Regions from separate parts of the Mus musculus genome. Here all the other regions are linked to region 1. Evidence: chromatin contacts called from public Hi-C data. All regions are on one chromosome and are shown on one strand. Each heading gives the region's core, a stretch centred on a gene start, on an enhancer-like site or on the middle of the called end of the contact. The rest is flanking DNA. Distances are from core to core; before and after follow the strand shown.

Evidence for each region. Hi-C and Micro-C count contacts between places; a contact is called where the count stands out from the background.
Region 2: a Hi-C map of group 2 innate lymphoid cells shows a contact between it and region 1, with 7 times the contacts expected there. The contact joins two enhancer-like sites. A contact is called at or near these places in 2 of 484 Hi-C or Micro-C datasets (Th2 cells and group 2 innate lymphoid cells).
Region 3: a Hi-C map of group 2 innate lymphoid cells shows a contact between it and region 1, with 5 times the contacts expected there. The contact joins two enhancer-like sites. A contact is called at or near these places in 2 of 484 Hi-C or Micro-C datasets (Th2 cells and group 2 innate lymphoid cells).

Annotation. Positions count from the first base shown.
Region 1 is chr2:9,292,107-9,297,102 of GRCm38.p6, forward strand. No RefSeq gene overlaps it. Among named protein-coding and RNA genes, the nearest start is that of Gm13219, 58 kb to the right of the region's middle. Within about 2 kb of position 2,560, at least 1 of the 459 cell types and tissues checked has an H3K27ac peak or open chromatin away from gene starts, as enhancers often do. A contact at or near this core is called in group 2 innate lymphoid cells, where this site is marked.
Region 2 is chr2:8,875,055-8,880,050 of GRCm38.p6, forward strand. No RefSeq gene overlaps it. Among named protein-coding and RNA genes, the nearest start is that of Gm30957, 69 kb to the right of the region's middle. Within about 2 kb of position 2,032, at least 2 of the 459 cell types and tissues checked have an H3K27ac peak or open chromatin away from gene starts, as enhancers often do. A contact at or near this core is called in group 2 innate lymphoid cells, where this site is marked.
Region 3 is chr2:8,962,642-8,967,637 of GRCm38.p6, forward strand. The region is part of intron 1 of Gm30957 (predicted gene, 30957); the gene reads left to right. Among named protein-coding and RNA genes, the nearest start is that of Gm30957, 18 kb to the left of the region's middle. Within about 2 kb of position 2,485, at least 6 of the 459 cell types and tissues checked have an H3K27ac peak or open chromatin away from gene starts, as enhancers often do. A contact at or near this core is called in group 2 innate lymphoid cells, where this site is marked.

The DNA of each region.
Region 1 (4,996 bases), core at 1,310-3,809:
GAACATATACACTCCAAATGCAAGGGCACCCACATTCATAAAAGAAACTTTACTAAAGCCCAAAGCACACATTGCACCTCACACAATAATAGTGGGAGAAGGCTGGACGTGGTGGCACACACCTTTAATCCCAGCACTCGGGAGGCAGAGGCAGACAGATTTCTGAATTCCAGGCCAGCCTGGTCTACAGAGTGAGTTTCAAGACAGCCAGGGCTATACAGAGAAATCCTGTCTCACAAAACAAAAGCAAACAAACAAAACAAACAAACAAAAAATAGTAGGAGAATTCAACACCCCACTCTCATCTATGGACAGATCATGGAAACACAAACTAAACAGAGATACATTGAAACTATCAGAAATTATGGATCAAATGGATTTAACAGATATTTATAGAACATTTAATCCTAAAACAAAAGACTATGCCTTCTTCTCAGCACCTCATGGTACCTTCTCCAAAATTGACGACAAAACAGGCCTCAACAGATACAAGAAGACTGAAATAATCTCATACATCCTATGACAGACTAGGGGCTAGTCTTCAATAGCAACAAAAACAACAGAAAGCATACATGTACATGAAAGCTGAACAAAGCCCTATTCAACAAGAACTTGATCAAGTAAGAAATAAAGAACTTAAAGACTTTTTAGATTTTAATGAAAATCAAGGCACAGCATACCCAAACTTATGGGACACTTATGAAAGCAGTGCTAAGAGGAAAACTCAGCTCTCAGTGCCTCCAGAACAAAACTGGAGAGAGCGTACACTAGCAGCTTAACAGCACAGCTGAAATCTCCAGAACAAAAAGAAGCAAATACACCCAAGACAAGTAGAAGGCAGGAAATAATCAAACTCAGTGCTGAAATCAACCGAGTAGAAATAAAAAGAACTATACAAAGAATCACCAAAATAAGGAGCGCTCTCTCTCTCTCTCTCTCTCTCTCTCTCTCTCTCTCTGTGTGTGTGTGTGTGTGTGTGTGTGTGTGTGTGTATGAGAGAGTGAGAGAGAGAGAGAGAGAGAGAGAGAGAGAGAATTTAAGGCATATACCTTGGTAAATTTAACTGCAGGGTCATCAAAGTGGTTTGCCACTAAGCCTGATAACTGAGTTCAGTTCTCAAGACTCACCCAGCAGAAGGAAAGAACCAACCAATTCCCACAGTTTATTCTCTGACCTTCAGAAATATACCATAAAACATGGGCCAGCATGTATACACATACCACCTCCAGATGTGTGTATGTAGCCTTAAACATGTGTGCACATTCACATATGCATTCAGGCACACAAACACACATTAGGTGAATACAAAATTATAAATAATTTTTTAAATTGTAACTGCGCATTTTACATAAATGTTAAATCTGCATCCACATATATGCAATAAGGTACAAAGTGGGAAATCTTAATGGTGATTTCTTAATATGTTCTAAATCAGAAATAAGATAACCATCAAATAGCACAGCTCTTGGTTTAGTCTTACAACTATTTTTAAATCTTTAATGACACAATAAATATCTCTTTAGAAACAATTCCAAAATTTAATAGATTTTTCCTAACTCAAAGATACATCCATTTTTAAAATAACCTGTTCCATGTTCCCATTACTATAAATGACATCAAGATGTCTCAACCCTTCTATACCCCTTTGTCAAGACAGATAATATTTATCTTCCATCCTGTGACCATCATATCCCAGAAGTGGTCACAGGGAGCAATGTTCAGGTATCATTATGGCAGTAGGATCTAGTTTTGTTCTTCATGTTTTCCATTACTTGTTTCTCAAAGGAAAAAAAAATTAACTGTTTTTCTTTTGGGTTTTATTAGGAGTAACTTCACCAGGCCTGACCACATCATATACTTTCATGCATAAAATAAACGAAGGGCCTAGAGATTAGTACTTAAGAGCTCTGAAGGCCCTTTCAGAAGATTAGAGTTCATTTCCCACATAGGGTCTCTCTTAACCACCAGTAACTCCAGCTCTGGGAGACCTAACATCCATTCCTAGCCTCTTTAGGTACTTACATTCATGTGTGCGTGTGTGTGTGTGTGCACGCACGTGCGCGCACACACACACACACACACACACACACACACACACCACAAATTAAATAAATAGATAAGTAAATAAATAAATATTTTTAAAGCCTTTTTGAGTCCATTCTTTTTAAGAATAATCAAATAAGCATCATTTCCTTAGAAAGTTCTAGAAAATGAATTCAGACGTGCATTTCATAGTCCTGGGTTCTATCGTAAGGATGCACTGTTCAACATGGGTGGGAAGAGAAGCCAGCGGGACAACAGACCCAGCATTGAGGATCTAAAAGTAGAAAATGGCTTCTAAAGAGTGTAGGGGAGAATTCTGGATAAGACTCAAGTAGGTAGGATTGTAGGACAGCCTTATCTACCTGGGCAATGACAGTGCAAAGGGGATGCTGTGAGAAGCTCACAGAACCTAGGATAGGAGAAATATGACTCAGAATAGTAAAGAACTTAGGAAACAGGCAAGCCCCAGTGTCATCAAGTTTCCAGTCTGTTGAGTGACACAAGCCAGTGACAACTGTGTGAAGGGTGACAAACACACTGAGCAGAGAAGTGATGTGTGCTTACATGGCACATGACTGGGTTCTCTGTTCTAACCTACCTTCATGGAAAAAGTGACACTAAATTAAGGTTAAGAATTGTTGGTTTTAAGAAGAGAACAGAAAAAATACTCTGGGTGAAGAATAGAACATTATGATAAGATTATAGATGACACTTGTCACGTCAGACACAAGGAGGTGAGACAAGTATCAGGCACCCTCAAAAATGTCACTCATTTCCTTTTGACTTAAGCCAATGACCCACTCCTAGGCTCATAGTTCCTGATTTTAGGCTGAACTCTCTCTCTCACCTCTGTGTTCTTCCAAGACAAACTTGAGCCAGTTTGCCCTGCATTTATCTGAAGCTTCTTCTCCCAGGTAACTTGAAAAAAAAAAAGATAATAAATAACATCTCTATTTGTTATTTAGAAATCTGTAGGACTCGTATGCATGTGGAGACTCTAGTCTCCGGTGAGTTCTCAAGTCATATACAGATTGTCACTAATTAGTTGCTCTTTCCATGTTTCATTATATACATTCTGTCTCCCTCTCATTGTGGCAAATTATAAATTACTTGGTGATATGGCATTTTCTTATTTATAATAGGAGCATGTCTCTATGGAATCCAAATATTTGTTCCTTGACATTCAAATCAAAGGCAAGCAAAAACATCATGTGTTCTGCCCTTAAATACAAAGAATTTATATATCTTTGACATCAATATGCAGGCTTTAGTCATATTCATTTCAACACTTCCTAGTAAAAACAAATAATTTTTATGGTCAATATGCTTGTTATATGATCACTTGATCTTCTTCATTGAATACATTTTTTTCTTACATAATACATTTTCCTGATCTTCTTCCCTAAAAGATGGAAACAGAACAAAGAGAATCCTTAGATACAAGGCTGAGCTTACATATTACCCAGTAGTGACATGCAGTATGAATCAGTAGTCATATCTTATTTGATTTAGAGAGAATGTGCTATTGGGTTGTTAGGGATGGGTCTAATCTAAGTCACTTCTCAATTATAGGGCAGGTGAATCCTCTCAGAATTCTGCCATTTAACAGAGTGCATGTTTCAGTAATAAATTAATAAGATAGAACAGTAATTACCTCTTTAGCTCTTCCTATCTAGACTTGAGCCAGTGAGTACATTAAATTTGCTATGAAAATGATCTGCTCAGTGTATGACTAAGGGCAAGAGAAATGAAGAGGCCAGTGCTCTTCTGGATAGTTTTATCATTAAGCTGATCTGCTCAGGACTTGGCCACTAGGAACACACTATCCTCTAGCAGAAAAGCTGTAAGGGTGGTTAACATGTGACATTTATGTAGAGGTGTACACTTAACAGAGGGTTCACACACACACACACACACACACACACACACTATTTCATCCCATTGACTCAGTAACAGGCCAGGTAACCTCCTAGCTGTGTTTACTCTGAGCCCTTGTGATCTTCATATGAGCGAAAGAGATTTCATGATCCTGACAAGTAAAGAGCACAAGATTTATCTCCTGCCACATCCACGAACATATCATTTGCCTTGATTGCCTAGCCAAAAATTATGGTTATGTCATTCCAGTCAACTATTCCACCAAATACAGAAATGGGTTCTTGCCAAGCATGATGGAACACACTTATGACCCTAGTACTGAGGAGGCCCAGGGTAAGACTGATCTGGAGCCATCATAAGAGCTTCATAAGAACTGATCCCAAACATTAAGACTAAAAGGATAGAAGAAAGCAAAGAAGGAGAGAAAGAAAGGGAGGAAGGGGAAGAGACGAGATAGAAAAATTGAGGAAGACAGGAAGACAAAGTAAGAGACAAAAAGAAATGTTGATAGACAAGTACTTTTTTCTTATTTTTTTTAGAAATGGAGTATGAATAGCACCATTTTTGGATGCTGCGGCTCCACCCAGAGATTGAGCATTCAGGGAAAGAAATGTTTATTGTGTTTATGTTGTAGACATAACACATTTCAGAACCAATTCCAACCATCAAGTTAAACTGCATGGCAATCAGAATCAATCTGTTTCCTCTTGCATCATTAAACTGTAGGTTTTGGTTTTAGAAGATGTTAGGCCATTTAGACATCACACTCAAACAGAATAGAGGGCAGAACTTCCTAGGTGGTGATATTTATTTATTTATTTATTTATTTATTTACTGGAAAGATCTTGTTTTCACTCTATCTGAAAAGGAAAATATTTGGTGAAGGTATGGCAGCTTCAGTATTCAGGTTACCGGGAGTGGGGTGGCTCATGAGTGTAATGCCAGAGTGGGGGAGACTAAAGCAGGAGGAGTACCACAGCTTCAATGCAGTATGGATGACAGTAAGACCCTGTTTCAAGTGAGAAAAACGTTCAAGTAAAATATTCATACTGTGAATATGTCCTTCCAGAAAGCA
Region 2 (4,996 bases), core at 782-3,281, 420 kb before region 1:
CCACTGGTGGTAAAGCTGATATTGAGAGAAACTTGTCAAAGAACTCCTTGTGAGGTTCCTATGGCAGCAAGATGCCTCTGCCACGTCACCTCAAGCCTCTTGGCTAACCTGGTAGTTGCTTCAGGATTGAACTATAGCTGCTGGTCCATGCCTGGTGTCTGCCTGCTAGGAGGATTGTAGCTGCATCCTTATTAAAATTAGGTTGCAAAAATTGTATGCCTACCATTTAATGAAGCACAAAATGCATGACTACTATGTCAGTGAGAAGGATCAGTTGGGCCAGGTGCTTATCACAAAAGTCTTATGACTACAGCTCATTCCTAGAACCCAGGTAAAGGTAGAAAGTGAGAACCAACTTTACAAAGTTCTCGTCTGACTTCTACACTCACACAGTGACATGAGAACAAACAAATACATCCTGTCACAGAGATATATGATTACAATGAAAAAATACAAAATTTAAAAATCTCTTCCTTTTTAAATTGTGTTTTTTTCCCACATCTGCTGGGAAGTTCACCCTTTGTGACTACACAGGGTGACCTCTTATATGAGTGATGTTTCAGAAGACAGAATTCAAATTACTTTCCTCTATATATTATAACTTTTCTCCTGAGCTAGGCTGAAGATGCTTGTTACCCATGTCAATAAGGAATAGACTGTATCAATAGTAAAAATATTACTTTACTTATATTTTATTTGACATGTCTGTTATATGCAGGTAGTAGTTTTATTAGAATATAATGTTCCTAATGAATGTTCCTCTCTTGAAACACACACACGAAAGAGAGTGAGAGAGACAGAGAGACAGAGAGACAGAGAGACAGAGAGAGAGTGAGAGAGACAGAGACAGAGACAGAGACAGAGAACTTACAGAACTCTGCTGGCAAGTCACAGTATAGTTTACTAATAAACTCTCCGTAGCTTATGTGTCTTCATCAGGAAGCTACATTGTATCCATTGGGATTATTTCCAAGTTTGTTGTATTGTATGATTTCCTAAATAGGAAGTGACATTATTGAATGTATATATGTATCCTTTGACAAATGTATACATGTACAAAAATAGATGAATAACAGAGTAATAAATATTTCTAGTTTCCTATACACAATTCCTAAACTTATCTGTCACAAATAATGTTACCTTCATTTTCCAGTTCATAAAATAGTCTTAGTTATTTTTTCTGCTCAAACACTATTTCCATAAAAGCACTTTCTGAAACTTCAGTCAGCAGTAAATTGTGATTTGCTCAGTTATTAAATGTTGCATGATGTATGAGCTTTGCATCAGTTGTAGAACAGGACACAATCCTTATTCCTTTTAGCTATCTACTTCTCAAATATATGCCTTTCAAAATATTCTCTTGAATCCAATAATATTTAATAATCCTCAAAGCTTTACTAAACCTACCCCATTCCAAATGTTCTTTCTTATAAACGTCTTCATAGTTCTTGCTACCATTTTGAACTATCTCATCTTAAAGATTATTTTCAGCCTCTTATAAGCTTTTCTATAATGAAAATCCCTTTAACTCTTCTCCACGGCCAAAGAAATACTTACTATATCATGAAAATAAGTAATAAGTGACTGAAACTGGGACTACCTTTATGTTAAAGGGGCACCCATTAATTACATCTATTGTATACAATACATGCAAGGATAATTTACACTAACACTGAACACCACAGACCAAACTAAATAGGTCAAGTTTAGGTCTAGGAATTCTTGGTCATTAGAAATGATGTAGGTATTCTACTGATCTCATATCTAATTTGTCTGGTGTTACATGGAAGGGAGAACAAGCTGCCTTGCCAGTGAACACATTCCTTCCAATATTCTTCCATCTCCTAGTTTGACATTATTAAAAGTTGGAAGGTAAGTTAATAAAGGAGTAGAGAGAAGATGGAAATCGGGGGGAAGAAGACATGGTTAGGGGGAGAAGAAAAAGCTGTTGAGACAGAACATAGGACACCGGGGAACACCAACTCATTTATAGGCTGCACTGTTTGCCTGAGGTTGGCTACCTTATCAGATAAAAGGAAACTGAGACAGAATTTTCTCTGTGACTAACCTTCCCCTGGAGAGATCGCTGTGTGCTGCATTACTATTATTAATCAACTTGACTTTCTTTAAGTCACTGTAATTTCTGACTCAAAATTTTCTCAGGCACTCAATGTGCCAGAGAAATCTTAATGAATTAAATAGGCAGGATGTGTGGGAGCGCCCAGGACTAACTTAAGCACAGTGTATGGAATTTTATCATTTCTGTTTTGTTTTGTTTTTCTCAAATTAGTAACATTAACTCCCGAGGAATAAATCTCCTGCGATGGCCTCAGAAGTCGTGGTATTTTTATCATACACAGAGAAATCTCTGAATCAGAAAACTGATATTTTTGATACAATTAGAAACTTAATAGAGATCACTACTGAACTTAGTGGTGGCAACAAATTACACACACACACACACACATACACACACACACACATACACACACACACATACACACACACACACATACACACACACATACATACACACACACACACACATACATACACACACACACACACATACACACACACATACATACATACACACACACACATACATACACACACACATACATACACACACATACACACACACACACACACACACACACACACACACACACACACACACACAATTATTTTTGGTGTGCCCACAGGTTAAAGCAATAAACTGTAGGTTATGCTTCCAGAGAGTTCAAGGAAAATCCCAATCAATTAAAATAATGATAAGGAATTAATGATCTATCTGATTTCTAACTCTCTTTAAGAACTGTAGCATGTAAATAGGTTAGCTTTTAACAAAAATTAAATCAACGGTTTAATATTAACTTGAATTAAATGGTCTTGAGAAATTGGATGACTTTTCAGAAAGCCTTTTGAAAAAACAAACTATGATGAACTGATAAGATTGCTCCCATGATGGATCAGTGCACTAGATGGCACTAATCGCATGCCTTTCATGTGTTAGAAAATCACATTTCATGTGAGGAAAGAAAGTGGACCACACTTGCAATGTTCTTTATCAGGTGTACTTTCCAACGTTCCTTTGATAGGTTATTTATAATTTATGACTACATTTTTCAGATCATCAGAAAAAAAATTAATTACAGTCACTTTGATACTAAGTGAATTTCAAATTGAAAAGTAGAATTCCATTTTCCCCTAATCTAACGAAATTAATTTACTCCAAGCCAGATACAAAAGAGTTCTGGTCTAGAGGAGTGAGCAATTCAAGTCAAGAGGAAGGTTCTCTACCGATTATACAGTTTTCCATGAATTTCTCTTATCCAAGGATTCATCTTGAAATTTATCTAAGAAGAACATTAACCTAAAGGATGAAAGAAATTCAAAACTCTAAAAAGTCTTGGGACAATAAAATCTTGGTATTGAAGAAACAAAACAAGACTATAAATGAAACAATTTTTAAAGTAAAGCCTTCTACTTGGACGAATCTGTTCAAGTCTGTGAGACTTTGGAAACTACTGTCTGATTTTGATAAAGACAAAAATCATTACTATGTCAATATTTTCCCACTGTAGAATTGATAAACTACTAGTGTTGGGGGGTCTCCTCAGTTGACTATGAACTCATTGGTTTTATTTCAAATTTGACACCAATAACTTTAGGTCATTTATTTTCCTACAGAAATAAAATAGAACCATTCTGAGCTGCAGCTCTCCTTGCTTCTACTAGGCTTTGTCAGTATGAATAGAAATCTCTGGTTCAAGCCAATCTTCCAGCTACTTTAATCTTCGACTGAAAAAGAGTTTCCTTCAAAACAGAGCATTGAAAAAGCATACAAAGTATTATGTAGAAAAGCTAAATGTGAACTAGAATACACAAAATACCAAAGGCATAATTAAAAAAAAAACTCCCTTACCACTGAATGAGAGGTTATGATCATTTTTTTAAAATTTCACAATCTATGCTGGGGGGCTCAGACCAGCTTTTGCATGCTGTCTGATTGGTGGCTCAGTGTCTAGGAACTCCCAGGGGTCCAGGTGAGTTGAGACATGGTCTTCCTATGGGACCGCTCTCCTCATCTGTTTCTTCTATCTTTCCCCTAATTCAACCATAGAGGTTCCTGACAGGTATAAGTATCTGAGTCTGTCTCAGTCAGCTGCTGGTAGGGCCTCAAAGAGGACAGCCATGCTAGGTTCCTGTCTGTAAGCATAGCATAGCATCAGTAATAGGATCAGGCCTTGGTGCCCCCACCCCCACCCCATGAGGTGAATCCTCAACTGGGCTGGTCACTGGAAAAACGTTCCCTCAGTTTATTCTCCAATTTTGTCCCTGCAGTTCTTTTAGACAGGAACACTTCTGGGTCAGAAATTTTGCCTGTGGGTTGGTAACACCATTTCTCTTGAGGCCCTTCCTATCTATTTGAGGTGGACTTTTCGAGTTTCCTCTCCCCACTGTTAGGCATTTTATCTAATGTCCTTCCCTTTGAGTCCTGAGAGTTACCATCCATGTCTCTAGTACTTTCTGGAGGGTCTCCCTCCCTATCACCTTCTGAGACTTCATACTTCCATTCATTCTGCTGGCCCTCTGGGCTTCTCTCTTGTTCCCCTGACTCCTTACCTGATCCTGTTCCTCTTTTCTCCTCCCCTTCCTCTGCCTCCCCTGATTATTTTCTTCCCCTTTCTAAGTGGGATTGAAACATCCTTATTTGGCCCTTCTGCTTGTTATAGTTCTTAAATTCTATGGGTTGTATTCTAGGAAATCTGTACTTTTTAGCTAACATCCACTTATTAGTGATGACATAACATGCGTGTCCTTTTGGATGTGGGTTACCTCACTCAGGATGAGTTTCTAGCACCATCTATTTGCCTGAAAATTTTGTGATGTTGTCATTTTTAATAGCTGAATAGTTTTCCACTGTAAATGTGCCACATTTTCTGTACCCATTCTTCCACTGCGGGACATCTGGGTTGTTTGCAGCTTCTGG
Region 3 (4,996 bases), core at 1,235-3,734, 330 kb before region 1:
GGATTTATAGATATTTCAGTCCATAGAAGAGTTTGGTAATACAGCATTTGGGTTCCCAGGTGTTGGAGTTCCATAGAAAAGTTCAGTCATTCTTTGCCCTGAGCAAGGTCTTAAATTTTAATTATGCGTAATAAACTCAAGCATATTTAATCCGTATATTTCATGATTCATTTACACTTCAATCACTATGTTGTTATTTTGAAAAAAATCATTTGATGTCTATAAGCTCTCTGAGCCTTTAATACATGCTTATAAAACTCAATCCTCCCCCCCCCCACACACACACATACAAACGCACACAGTATTTGAAAATAGATTATTATATTTTGCCCAAGGTACAAAAAACAAATCCAAATGCTTATATTTAGGGTGTGGTTCTGGCCTTAATACTATATGTCATGTGCTATTGAAATCTATTTCTAAGAGATACTTTGTTTAGAAGGCATATGTAAGCTAAACATTTAAGATAACTATTCTTTGGGACTCACATGACTAACCACATAGCCAATGTAGTGATTAACTAAAGGTCTAAAACTATGTGATGATTTCTGCACTGCATTTTATTAGTGGTATCTGCAGGGAAAGTTCCATCCATTCACATTATTTCATTCCTTTCTGATAGACAAAATATCCATATATCTGTTACACTTCCTTGCATTGGTCTCAAATATATCATAAGCATAGAGACAATTAATTTTTTATTTTCACATCCTTTCTTCCAAAACAATTTTTCATACTCTCACTCTCCTTTTTTCTCAAGTGATCATTTTTTCCTCTATATGTTTGTTTCCAGTTTGCATTAAGGATCTCTTCACCTGTCCTCTTGAAAGTTAGAACTGCAATACAGTGAGAAGAGTCTTATTTATTATTCTGGACATGTAAGTTATAAAATCCTGGAATGCCCATCTATATAGATTGCTGTTATCCACTCTTGAGTTCAAACACTTATAAATGAATTACATTTCTAGATGCCTAATTGTCTCCTTATTTCTATTCTTAGCAGTTTCTTTATATGCATTCACCAATTCATTTCTATATATACCCAAATAATCTTCAAAAATAAAAATTTTACCTTGACATTCTTCATTGGGTGGTTCCCCAGTGCTTTCAAGTAAAAGAAAACCATTACCTTCCAAACCTTGGGCGTGTGTTCACTCTCACATTATGTACTAGATAATGGAGAAGTACCTCATGGAGGAAGAGCATTTGGGGGAAGAGACACTTGGTTTTGGTTTATTGGGAGGCTTTTATATATATAATATTGTTACTCTCCATGATTACCTCATGTAACAGAATTGTTCTTAGTTTATGTGTCGTGGTTATAGTCTATGAAATAACTGTCCTGTAATAGAATGTAACTGTTATCATTTGTGTGGAGTGATTATAGTCTCTAAAATAGCTATAGATTCTAGACTAGAAAGCATCTACACACTTCTCACAGGAAAATGCAGGGCAAGTCCATAGAAGTCTCTGGTTGCATTTTATTAGCCAGTCAATACATAGCTGTGTTTTAAGTGTGTTCCTATGCTGGGACACCACACTTAACATATATTGTTTTTTAAGAAGTAACCCTGAGTTTATGGCCAAAAGCCCTGTAACTAACACTTGAACAAAACTCATGCAACAAATGTTCCTTTGATAAGAGACATCAGAGCTGCACATGCTTAAGAATACCACACAGCACTAGATCGCTTTTCTTTCCAGCTACTGGAGAAAGTCAAATCAATACATAAAAGTGCAAAATAAGAAAAAATATGACACTAAATGGATCACTAAAGCAACATCTGTTTACAGTTGTTGCAAAACAAAAGCAAAAGAAAACAAAACAAAAACAACAGAAAACAACCCAATTTTCCTCAGCAGGTTGAGGTTAAACACTTGCCATGGACCACTATTTGGCAATAAAGGCATATACTTCCATCCGCCAAAACCCTGATGAGTCTCTGAAGAACAACACTAAGTGGATAAAAATGAACTTCAAAAGTCACACAATACAATTCTCTTATGTGCCGTTCCTGAAATAAGAGAAGTATGGGAATGCAATAGGTTAGAGGTTGCTAAGGGTTAGTGTGGGAATGGAGACAAGCAGGAAGTTGGTCTGGCTATTATCAGGCCAACAGAAAAGAATTGTACAGTAAAAGAAATGTTCTGTATCTTGCCTGTCTGTGTCATTGCTCTGCTGTTTTGCAAGATGCTACTAAGTGGGGAAGCTGAATATACTGGACACATGATTCTTCTCTATTGTTATAAATAGGAAAATACTTGGTAGAAACCATGGTTTTTCCAATGGGATCATATTAAGATCATTACCTCTTTTGGTTTGTGCAAAGTTTACTCTTCTGTAATAAAGTCAACTGATATCTGCATGACACACAGCAATAATGAACTTGGTTTAAAAAAAATTTGAGCCTGTGGTTTAAACTATGTAGAGCAATGAGTTGACTGACTTTAGGGGATTTTCCCCATGTTTGAAGCAGATATGCTGATATCCTGTATGCATATCCAGAAATGATTATTCAAGTGCAAATTAATGTCATACCCCACACATTCAAACCTACTCTGACTCTGGTTCCTTTGCCCTCTCACCCATAAGCACATCAAAGCCACTTTGTAACGGAAGTAATAGAACTTTGGTAACTAGGAAAGGCAAGAGAATATTCTGCAGAATACTGCCTTTTAGCCCTCCCTTCTACCTCAAAAAATACCTAAAACCAGGTGGGTGGCTTCAAATTTAAGTATGGGGGAAAAACAAGTTCTAAGAACTTAGAGGGTTTGGTACCCATTTGGAAAGATATGGGCTATTTTTAGATGGAAGGAGGATGTGGTGGTTAACTTGAGCCTAAGCCATGTGAATCCAGTCACTGCACTTTCCAGATCAAAAGGCATTGTTATATGCTACTGCACTACTGAAATATAGGTAGTGATGGGAAACTCATTTTCATTTTAACTGGAAAGCTATCCAATGTTAATGAAAGACATATCATATAAAGCAGAGACAGAAAAGTTACCTCAAAATGTCATTGATGCAAGGCATTTTAAGCATAAATTCTTAAAAGCAATTTGGTAATTCAGTTGGCCACTTAGGGGTATGCACATGGTATATGTGTTCCTATGTGCATGTGTGTAAGAATGTGTGTGTGTGTGTGTGTGTGTGTGTGTGTGTGTGTGTGTGTGTGTGTGTGTTTAGGCCAGAAGTCAATTCTGGGTGTATTGCTTAATCACTGTTCATCATATTTTTGAGGTATGGTCTCTCACTGAAACTGCAACTCACAGATTCAGGTAGGCTGCCTGGCAAATAAAAGCCAGGAATCTACCTGTCTCCCTCCCATCTCATTGCTGAGGTTACATGCATACATCATGCTACCTTGTCCTTCATATGAGTACTGGGCATTGAACTGAGGTCTTTATGCTGGAGAGAAAGAGTTTACAGACTGAACCATTGTCTCAACCCCAGAGAATTATACATTTTAAATATTAAGAATGGCTACCTCCTACATATCAAACAGTAAATAGATATAGAGCTAATTTGTTCTGAGTCTTCATAGTAACAATATATTCTTTAGAGGGCTAGAGAAACGATTTAGTAGATAAGAGCACTTGTTTCTGCAGAGTCCCTGTATTCAATTTCCAGCATCCACATAGTGGCTGACAACTATCTGTAACTCTAGTTCTTGGGGATCCTATGACATATTCTGTCCTCCATGTATACCAAGCTGTATGTAGTATACATACATGCATACATACATACATACATACATACATACAGGCAAAACATTCACATAAAATAAACAAACACAACACTGTATTTAAACTGACTGTAAGCATGCATTCTCTTTCACTGATGAGCTCTGGAGTTTTTACTCAAGTCATTCTTTGCTTTGCAGCTACACTATGGAAACTGGAAGTCTCAACAGTTCTAGCCCCAGTCATATATTCTTCAGTGTTGTTGCCATATTACTCTTTTCCCAACTTCTATCCAATAAACAAGCTGAGCTCTCTGCCTTACTCTGCAGTCATTTTTGCCTGCTTTAATCATGTCTGAGCCGAATAAGTAAAAATCAAGAGATATTCTTTTATCCCATGATAAATGGAACATGAGAGCAATAAAAGAAGATGTCCGTGTAGCATTATAAGGCAAACTCACATTCTCAGATAGAAATACCACCTAATCACCTTTACCCCTTGTTTTTATCCAGCTATTGAATATGAGTAGTCATTCTGATACTTCAAAATATTTGGAAAATTAAACAATATTTGGGAGTAAGTTGCATGAGAGATGCAAACAAGAGCATTGATTTGACTCATGTACTTGAGTTTTATCAATAGCAGATGTGTTACTCTGGTTTTGATATAAGTTTTCAATTAGATCTTCATACAGTAGATGTTAATAGTTAGAGAATAAACAAAACTACTAGCGATCTACTCACTGAATATTCTCCATGAGCTCCCAAGTCTAAGCACTGCTTTGATCACATAGCGATACCTTTTTTCCATATAATTACTTCATTGATAGAGCCAGAAGGTTGGCATAGATGATATGTTATAATATAAAATATATTGCACAAAATCCTCATGCAATAATCCTTATTTTTATGTATATAGCTTATTCACATGAAATAAAACTCACTTTTTACTATCTTAGCCCAACTATGTACACCAATATTTCTTTCCTCAGACAGACTACAAAGAATTAATAAGAAAATATAAATCAAAATACCCTTGAGCTTACCCTTGGATTAAGGATAAACTTATGCCTTCCGTCCAAAGTGTTCAGACTGAGTAACATTCTCTCTGTGTTCTGTACATGCAGAGTTGGTTACTCTTTATAGAACACATCTTCTTCCTAATTAATTAAGGCTTGAAATACTGAAGCCAGAGTCCCTTACCTTTTGTAGTTGCCTACAAGTCCAAGTTCCTCAGACTGAGGTTCCCCTTCTCTTCCCCTACCTCTCTCCTTGACTCCTTATTCCCTATGAATCACATGCATCACATACAT